Linked DNA regions of Acanthopagrus latus: regions 2 and 3 are each linked to region 1. Evidence: chromatin contacts called from public Hi-C data. All regions are on one chromosome and are shown on one strand. The core of a region is the stretch at or near the end of the contact, and the rest is flanking DNA. Distances in the headings are between cores, read along the strand shown. Region 1 holds the start of bckdhb (2-oxoisovalerate dehydrogenase subunit beta, mitochondrial). Region 2 holds the start of tent5aa (terminal nucleotidyltransferase 5A). Region 3 holds the start of dop1a (protein dopey-1).

Region 1 (3,293 bases), core at 516-3,015:
CTTCAGCTTCTTCAAGTATCAGAGGCACCATAAATAGATAACAATAGAAAACTCTAGGATGCAGGTATAAACAGACATGTTTTTTTAAAGGCTTACATCTATTTGCATATTGGTGGCAACTCTTAGTTTGTTTTAAAACATAAAACTGACCCACAACTACAAAGTGCTGAGAGGTTGTTCTCCTGAGGTTCAAGACTGTGAGCAGACAGTTTGTTTCTTCAGATCACAAACTGCTGAAGGTAAGGACAAGGAAGGGCTAACAGAAAGAGCCTGACAGATGACTGTGATGCAGATCAGAACTCTCCTAACTCTTAAAAGATTAGAGCTGGCCTGAGTGTGTCTTACAGAAGGCTCTTGCTCTAGCTGCAGACGAGCCTAGACGTTCAATAGCTGGTTCTTGAGGTCAACCTCAAACCCAAATCCATTCTATCTAACGATTTTAATTGTACTCCTTTAGCCTTGAGAGAAATTGATCATTAAACAGTGTAATTATCTGAGATTTTTTTGTCATATACTTTATGACAAAGTCTCATATGATGATGAAAAGTATAACATATTTTCTCTAAAATGTTATTACATTTAGTATCACTGATGAGCACCTGTCCAATCTGTCAAACTGGAAGAACTATAAGTATATGTGTATGGTATTGCTTTACATATTTGTCTGAATTAACTATAGCTGCATCAACACTTTTCACTAAATGTATCAGAATGCAAGAAGCAGCCATGATCATCCACCTGATCAGTAACATTTCTTTTGGTCATACCATGCCTGATATAATATAGTTTTCCTATTAATCGTTACACTTCTGTTTTCCACAAGGTAAACTGAGACAAACGAGTGTTCAAGTGTGTGATAGTGGCAAAATCCACTTTATCAATTATTTATTTATTTTTATGCTATCTTTTTGCAACAGAGGAACATGAACTAAAAAAAACAGATATGGGGTTGTAAAGCCATCTTTAGCGCCCTAAACTACTGATCACATCTGCATGTGAAATGACATATTAAAAGCTCTTCAAGTAGGCCTGTGATGTATATCCAAGTGCTGTCCATCCATGGCAATCAAGCACTGTAGGAAAAGTTAAAGGGTTAGCCTACACAAGTTAGTAAAGATGGATCTGTCCATCACTGAACAGAAGTGCAGGCACAATGTTTATGTACAGACCCGGTCAAAGGTTTGGCACACCTTCTGATTCATTGATTATTCTTTATTATTTGTTTCACTATAAAATAAAGTAGGACAGGTCATCCCTTCGCCATCGCAGGAAAACAAAGTATTTAGCTACATGACTGTACGTACTGAGCGTACTCTCACGGCCACTTTAGGCTGGGATGGCAAGACCTCTCCAACAGGCGCACCGCCCTCCTTTTTAACCAATCACAACCCTGGCTCTGCTCATGGACGTTGGCATGGAGAGAAAGAAACAGGAGGTCTCACTCTGACACTATTCCCGGTTACCACAGAGAGCCGACGTTCCTTTCCTTTCTCAAGCCAGCCCACTATGTTACCTTTGAAACTTTCTGCAAGATGGAGTGGGGTTTGTCTACGTATCTGAAGTCATACTTCTTCAGCACAAACACATGAAATAAATTAAACATAAAAGTTGCTGAAATATTAACGAAAATGCCTGTTAATTGATTTAGGACACTGATTTAGAAACAGAGTATCAGTAGTGGGACGGGACTTTAGCTGGATAGGCTAGCAAAGACCAGGGTCCTCTCAACTGAATGAGGCTGTCTTCTCTTTAATAGGCGATCTTGGCGCTATGATTCATCTTGCCCTTCCTGGTCAGCCATAACAACAGTGATGGCGGCTGCTGCACGATTCCTGATCCGAGGTGCAAACTCGAAACTTTCTATCTCCGGCATCGGCACCGGGGCTCAGAGCTCGTTTGGCGTCACTCTGCTGAAGTTGTCGCCGAGCTGCAACTCCCGCGTCAAGACACAACGGAGACATGCATCGCACTTTACCTTCCAGCCTGACCCCGTACCGACACAATATGGTGAGTGGCGGGCTAGCCGGCTAACGTTAGCTGCGTTCACAGAAGAGACTTGTGAGGCAGTGAAAGTGTCCATAGTTTTGCTGTGAAGTAGACATTGACAAGAGCTTACGGTAATTAGAAATGAGCCACTTTTAGTCTTTGTTACCTTTCCATTCATTGTCCTGTGTCAGTCATTGAACTGCACAGTCGGGGCAGGTTGGACGTCTTGTACCTCAATATTTAAAGGTCCCCTCGATACACAGTGAGGACATGTTGAAATGCTGTGCTTGGAATAACAAAAAATGTAATAATAATGTGTGTCGAAATGTTTTTCGCCAGAAAGTATTTAGACTTTCACTATTTAGGGTATTTTTCATCTTCTCAAAGTCCCCCATTGTAAAAAACAAAAAACAAAAAACAAAAAAAAACCAAGAAGCTACAAGTTATGTTTACTCTAAATGTCCAATTTAAAAATCTAACTAGTTGGCACAAAATGTCTCCTATTTCTCTGATATATGTACCTCCAGTCGATGCACTGCACATCGAAGGCTTGTCCATAGTTTCCATACTGCGCTTTAGTGTCATATTGGACCATGACCGGCTCCAAAGTAGCCGGGATGTCACAAAATCCAGCTGTTACGGTCTTGTATTAACTGAGATTTAAGGTGAGCACAGAGAAACTTTCCCCCTTCTGCTGATCAATGTGAAAACTTAATTCTAGTGTCACACTTTGCATTTACTTAACGGTGTTCAGTGAGGATCAAAACAGCCAAGATTCAAAACAGTGACTAGTGAGGGGGTCTTTAACAGTGCCTCAGATGATTTCTAACCATGTTGATATCTGCTGCCCTTTGTAAGGAGTAAGCCTGGTTAATCATAGCTAACACCAAACTGTGTTTTGATTAGTTATTGCTGCTGCTGCGTGTAGGCTTGACTACCAGGTAGAAAATGACGCAGGTTTCAAACTTAAACTGTAACGTTTTGTTTCACATTACTGCTAGTGGACAATTATGCCGAACAAGTTTATCCACGAGGTTGACATTTTGTTGAAATGAAAGCACTGAATGGTGTACTGTAAATGGTTAGTGCAGTATGACACAGCAGAGAATGATATCTGTGTCATAAGACATAGTCTGAGACAGTCCAAAACGAGGTGAGAGCTCAATGTGTCCTACAGTTCATTTGACCAGGATGTTGTCACTGAAACACCTGCCAACATATACACTGGTTCCAGCAGTGAGACACTCCTAGTATCATGTATTCCTTTTCAGTAACAAAGAAGTGAGTGTCACATTGCTTTTAGTTAT
Region 2 (3,111 bases), core at 209-2,708, 130 kb after region 1:
AGTCGGGTAAAAAGTCCAGCAGACAGTCCAACACTATGTCCTTCACAGTCTGGAAATCACTTTCACCTTTCATGTCTGCGCAAAATATGAGGTCAAGGTCCTTAAAGCCCAGTCCGCTGTCCTCGTGCAGAATGTGGCTGGCCGCGGAGCCGTTTAACCGCACGTCCCGGACGTGGATCTGCTTCTCCTCCATCCGACTCCGCACCACCTTGACGATCTGCCGCGGCTGCATCTCCAGGGTGGGGAAGTTCCCCCGGCCGTGGATCGGGATGGTCTCCGTCAGGATGGCGTCCAGCCGCTGCACTTGCTCCCAGCTGAGGACGCTCACGTTGCTGCCCTCCGTGTCTGACACGCAGCTGGCGGTGGAGCCACTGTCGTCCTCTGACATGGTGCAGAAAAAAAAAGTCCTCAAAAAAATGGAAAATTCAAAAATTCGAAATAAATACGTTTTCTTTTCTTTTCTTTCTTCCTCAAAGTAGGAGCAGGTCGGTGGACGCGTCTTTTACGCGTTCGATATAGTTGGGAGACAAAAACTTCATCCAGAGCAGGGTTCTCTGTAGGAAAAAAAAAGTGGTCCGAATTGACTGTAAATAAACAAAAACAAAATCAAAATATATTTTTATATATATATATAAACGACCCCGAGGCAGAAAAGTGATTTACAGTCGCAGATTTGCGCAATACGCCTGTGGTTGGAGGTCCGGTGGCGCAGCAGTCGAGCTGGTGGTTGTGTGGAAGCGTGTAGAAAACGAGTCGGAACTTTCTCCTCTCTTTTCTCTCCCTCCGTCCTTTTAAAACATTCGCCCCGGTGCCGCCGTCAGTGCGTCCGAGCGCTGCGCATCAGTCTTTGAAGGTCGCTGATGATCCAAGAGGGGGTTTGCTTTTCCGGCTGTGACTCCATCGCTCAAAGGCACGCCTATGATTTTATGAATTTGCATGAATAAGCTGCTCCTCGAGTCGCACTCCTTTGGCACCAGTCGACGATCGAACCCCCCCTCAGAGGAATCTTGTGGATTTTTTTTTTTTTTTTACGCACGGCTCCTACATATCTTTTAATTTTTTCTCTCGCCTCTCCTCTCGCCAACAAATAATCCCGTTAATACAGTTTGAATGTGCTCAGGAAATCCAGCTCGCTCTCCCCCGACTTTTGTTTAGTTCGACATATTTTTCCCCCACTTGTGCCGAAGTTAACCGTTACCTGCCCACTTGACACGCCGCGTCCTTGTGCACCAGTCAGGACCGGAGTCTGGAGATGTCAGCTGCGCTTCACTCCGCCCCCCTCTGACAGTCTGCTGCTCGGTGAAGAAAAAAAGAAAAAAGAAAAAAACCCTTCTCAACATGCTCAACACTGTAAGACTCTGGTGAAGTAGCTCCCCGGACTGCATTCATGATATATTCATAACGAAGACCTTGATCAGCTCGTTCCAAAAAAAAAAAAAAAAAAAAAAAAAAAGCATTAAACCATTTCTGCTCCAAATGATAATCAGTGCGTATGAATTCGTTTATAAATTACGACATATTGAAGGTCAGACCCTCCTACAGATAAATATCATGAGAGGGGAAAAGACATGAATGTCATGGAATATAAAAGTTTTGCTCCAGTCTGAGCGATTCATCTGCATATAAAGCTGGCTGGATGTCGCCCTCTGTGGGCCAGTTCAGGGACTATTTCCTTTAAAAAACAAAACAAAAAAAAGGCCCCAAGAAAATATAAACTTTAAACATGCGCCGAAATAGCCATTGAAGATGTACTTTTGCTGTTTAAAGCAGACAGGAAACATTGTCTGTGGAATCCAGTAAGTCTGTTACCCCCAGACCACTAACACCTTCAGGGTAAAGCTCTGCCGGCCCTCGCTGATAAGCTACCCTCAGCTTCTAACAACTTCTGTCGACTCTGAGCTTGGAAAAACACACACACACACACACACACACACACACACACACACCTGTTAAGGTTTTTTTAACGAGACAATTGTGTCCTTCAATTCAGTTTTTCTATCAAGAAGTCAGAAGTCCACTGTGGGCGCCGGGCAGTCGTCCCTGCTCCAGGCAGCATGTGTCAGGGTCAGTGAGGGGGCAGGATGGAGGCGTGGGGGTCAAGGTGTGGCAGCTGTCACGGTTGCTCCATTAGGCGGCGTAAAGCCCTGCGTCACTGCAGCCACCCAGATCTGTACCTAAACCCTGATTATCCCATTTACTCCATTGCATTACATTAACTCGGAGGCCCACACAGGAGCTCTGCCCCTGCACAGCGTCACCGGACACACACACACACACACACACACACATGGCCTCTAATATCCGAGTGTAAATCACACGCCTGCAGCTCTTACAGACAGCAAAATAAACTGCAAATGAAGAGCTCAGGCAGGAAGAGGGTCGTTTTGCCGCATGGCGTTGCGATTTAGAAGAATTCGCCCTCACTTCGTTTCTTAAATGTAACTTTTGTTTTCACGCTTTGCTTTGGCGCGTGTCAGACAGGTTGATCGCAGGTCCCTGAAACCGAATCCCACATCTGGAAATATACGTGGAACTATTAGTCAGTTACAATGGACCGGGAGCAGCCCCCGTCGATGTGTTTCCCAGGTGTGGGGAAGAGACGGTTGCTGTGGATTGGACCCGGTTATCCTCCGCCGGTCCACGGCGCGAGGCTAAATCAAAGCAGCTGTCACAGGCCAACAGGAGGTGGATGCATATGGTGCACCTCCAGAACAGAGCGCCGCTGATGAGTTGTTTTGTGTAAATACCACTCGTCACCTCATTACCCACCGTGACACGGGTGATTCATTGGTTGTGAAAGACAGTGAGATTAGGTTGTCAGAGAATTAAATGTTGGTGAGAGTCTGAAAACAATACACACCTCCTCCCCCTCCTCCTCCCCCTCCTCCTCCTCCTCCTGGTGATGGTGAGGTCTCAAGAATGGCAGCAGCTTTAAATATGGAAAGAAAAAAAAACAACACAGACCAGTATTTCCTGACTTGAGACTCTAATGTATGTGGGGGAGACTCTTTTCTCCTGCCTCTCGTGAAGCAGATCTTCACGGCGCTCGTCTCCGGGGTCCACGAAACATTTTCGGGACAGCCCAGTTCAATAAAAAGAGAGAAAAAGAAA
Region 3 (3,182 bases), core at 635-3,134, 220 kb after region 1:
TGTGTCAAAGATAAAAGATGCCATATTGTCAATGTTATATCATCATTTTACACGTTGTGACATGATCTTATGCTTTGCTGTTAAACTCCAATCTGAAAAGTGACTAGTAACTCTGTCGAATAAATACAGTAGAGTGTAAAAGATATTTTCCTTACGTATAAAGGGAACGAGGTAACTAATTTGAAATACTCGAGTCAAGCGCACAGAAACTGTCCCGTTTTCTGAAAAGCAAAGTCAATCACAGCCAGGCCCAGGTTGTATTTGTAACGTAGCCTTTCTTTTACATTTGTGACACGCTCGTGAAACACTGCAGCATCACTCAAAATGCCCGTTTTTAAGAATGAAGGTAGAGACAGATCTTCCACAACAGTGTCTTTACTAATGGACTATTTGTGTAGTGTAATGAAAGGAATCTCTGAGGATAAGGTACTTGTCAAAAATTAATAATTATGTGTGTTACACGACCGACAACAAACAGAAGAATAACAGGCGTCTTCTCAGTGCCTTATTTAGTCCAGAGAAAGATAGTCCCAAGCTTGTTTCCTGACACATTCTTGTACAATAAATGTGAGTTTTTATAAATGTCGTTGAATGGTTCACTGAAACAACAGAGACACATTTAACGGCATAGCTGACGATAGCTATCTATGCTAAGTTAGCTAGCTTGCCTTGCTAGCAAATCCAAACATGTTAAATGGCTGTAATAACTGTAACTATTAAGTTATCGCGCTCATTTTTCAGAACAATTACCCAACAATGAGAAGTCCAGTCTGGAGTCTCTTCCTCAGCTCTAAGAAGACTCCAACTCCATGTGTTTTAGCTGGCATCTCCAAGTCTGACATTCAGGCAGCGCAGGATTCAGACAGAACGGAAAAAAGAAATGAACAGCACAATAATCAAAACTATGACTGGGTGACTGCAGATAGTAACATTACATCCAAAATAAGACAACCATAAGGCACGTCTATCTCATTTGGTAGACACAAGAGGCTGAACTAGTCTGCAGCGTGACAATACCGGTGCTGTCAAAGACAACGTAGAAGGAGAAGAACATCCGGTCAGATATTTCAAAATAATATGAAATGCTTTTAGCGCCAATGCATTGTGATTTGTCTTTGACCACCTGTATTAACATATTTTATTTTAATGTGTATGTTTTAGAGGGTAAACAGTACTTTAGTTAAGGATGTGACTTACACTGTCTTTAAGTGGAGGCAGGTATCTTGCATGTTTGAGCATGTGGATAGAAAGCAATGATGAGACAGACTTTACCAACAATGGTTTTGGGTATTTACAATAGATAACTTTTCAAAACATTCCCCTTTAGAATCATGCTGGTCAACTAAATTGTGTGTTTGCTATTATAAGTTTAATCCCACTTGTGCGTCCAAATATGTATTTGCCTTTCACTGCTGTAATACTCTGTCCCACTGTCTGATTGAACTGGTTTCACAGGTGCAAGTATTTGCTTCTGGGACTCTTTTATTTGGGAATATGCCGTTTAAGAATACATTATTTAAAAATGTTTGCCTTGGGATCCCAGGGAGGTTGCACAACCCAGCTGGTCATCCAGCCTTGCCCAGATCCAGGAGAGACTGGAATAAAATGAATGAATGTTGCAGAGTTTAAATTATTTATTGGTGTTATTATTTTTGACAAAAAAAGCACTGGGTAATTTAACATACCAAGAACAATAATATGCATGTCAATATGGGGGAAATACAGGATAACTCAAGTCAAGTCAGTGGAGAATATTTAGAAAGCTTTTATTTCGACTCAGCACATCATTTCCGGGTTTTTTCGGAGTAAGTGCGGTTGACTTCACTCAGCTGAGAGGCGGAAGACGTCCATGCGGAAGACCTGAGCCGTTGGACGCTATGGTTGGACGTAGAGCTGATCTGCAGTGCAGTCTGGGAGCTGTCAATCGTCTCGCTTTGTATCTCTGGCACTGGAAGCTGCCGATGCGCTCATCACTGTTTATTTACACGCTGCGGGACACTACGAAGAGAAACATGAGTATGTAGAAAATAGATACCTATTGTCTGCTTCCAAAGTCTTCTGTCAGGGGACCTGCAGTATATATGAACGGGTGACATCGGAGCCGGGCCCTGCATCTCCATCATTTAAACACCCTGCTACCAACGCTAGCTAGCTCGCTAGTCATATTATTGACGCTGTCAGCCGTTTTTACTGAGCGAACCGGCCACATGATTGAATGACAGTTGCTGGCCCGTGTCCTTTGACGGTAAGCTTTCATATGCGCTAACATTTTAATCGATACTCAGTGGCGTGTATGTTAGCGGAAATCACCTTTCCTAGCTAGTGACTAGGTAGCTGTTAGCTGAACCGTTACTGTAACAGTCCCTCACCCGGCAGTAACACGCTTATTACCGAAGCTAGAATACTTAGTGAGTGTTTCACAGCTAAAGTTAAGCTTGTAGTAATTTTTTTTTTCCTTTGTGAAATTTTCAGCACCGCACGTTTACATGTGAAAACGCTCACCATGTTTGGACGACAGGTGTGCGTACCTGCTCCGCCGTTACTGGGTTGTTGACACTTCACAGCCAGACTTGAAATTCGTTTGAGTCTGTTTGAGAAGCAAACATAACAGAGCTAGCACAGGCTAGCCTCTCAGTCAGCCTTACATTTCCCTGAGTTTTCAGGCACACCACTGCCTCAGCCACTTGTTTTTTTTTTTGTATTTATGTGAGAGTGTGCGGGTTACTTCTTCTTAAGAGTCCATTCACTCCGTTATCTGCTGTAAGACAACGCTTCACGGCAGACATTTTGACGTGTCACAGCAGGGACAGGCTCAGGTGTAACTACTGACATGGCTGGATAGAACTGTGCTTGGTGGCTCTCTGATACGGTTTCCTGGGATGACCGCATACATTGAGTCACCATTAATCTTGTCAGTTCCACCTGTTATTGTTGTGACAATCAGAATGTCCCTCATAGAAAAAACTACAAAAATGTCCCTTGCCTTTTCCTCTTCCTCCCATGATCCTCTCACACCCCTCCTTGGACTCCTTGTGACTAAAGGTCACTGGGTCACATCTTGTTTGGCACGTTCACGGCAGCCAACACTTTTAAAAACTCCATATAAAAGTGAAGCATATGTAGCTTTTCTATCAGAGTTTATGCCTTTTTAATCAAAGCTGGTTTATGTAGCATGCTCAGAC

The links. A called contact is a pair of places that touch in the nucleus more often than the background predicts.
Region 2: a contact with region 1 is called in a Hi-C map of muscle, with 5 times the contacts expected there. The contact joins the promoter of tent5aa here to the promoter of bckdhb in region 1. A contact is called at or near these places in 4 of 4 Hi-C or Micro-C datasets (liver and muscle).
Region 3: a Hi-C map of muscle shows a contact between it and region 1, with 2.3 times the contacts expected there. The contact joins the promoter of dop1a here to the promoter of bckdhb in region 1. A contact is called at or near these places in 3 of 4 Hi-C or Micro-C datasets (liver and muscle).

The regions. Positions count from the first base shown.
Region 1 is chr17:7,786,097-7,789,389 of fAcaLat1.1, reverse strand. It overlaps bckdhb (2-oxoisovalerate dehydrogenase subunit beta, mitochondrial), which reads left to right and starts at 1,765. Exons shown (of 11, transcript XM_037074793.1): 1 at 1,765-2,007. The coding sequence starts at 1,812.
Region 2 is chr17:7,653,785-7,656,895 of fAcaLat1.1, reverse strand. tent5aa (terminal nucleotidyltransferase 5A) reads right to left here and starts at 1,458. Exons shown (of 3, transcript XM_037075803.1): 1 at 1,199-1,458; 2 at 1-554. The coding sequence starts at 388.
Region 3 is chr17:7,564,456-7,567,637 of fAcaLat1.1, reverse strand. It overlaps dop1a (protein dopey-1), which reads left to right and starts at 1,884. Exons shown (of 38, transcript XM_037074074.1): 1 at 1,884-2,016. It overlaps ube3d (E3 ubiquitin-protein ligase E3D), which reads right to left and starts at 1,039. Exons shown (of 10, transcript XM_037075635.1): 1 at 751-1,039. The coding sequence starts at 842. It overlaps LOC119005937 (a long non-coding RNA gene), which reads right to left and starts at 2,899. Exons shown (of 2, transcript XR_005070622.1): 1 at 2,503-2,899; 2 at 1,751-1,998.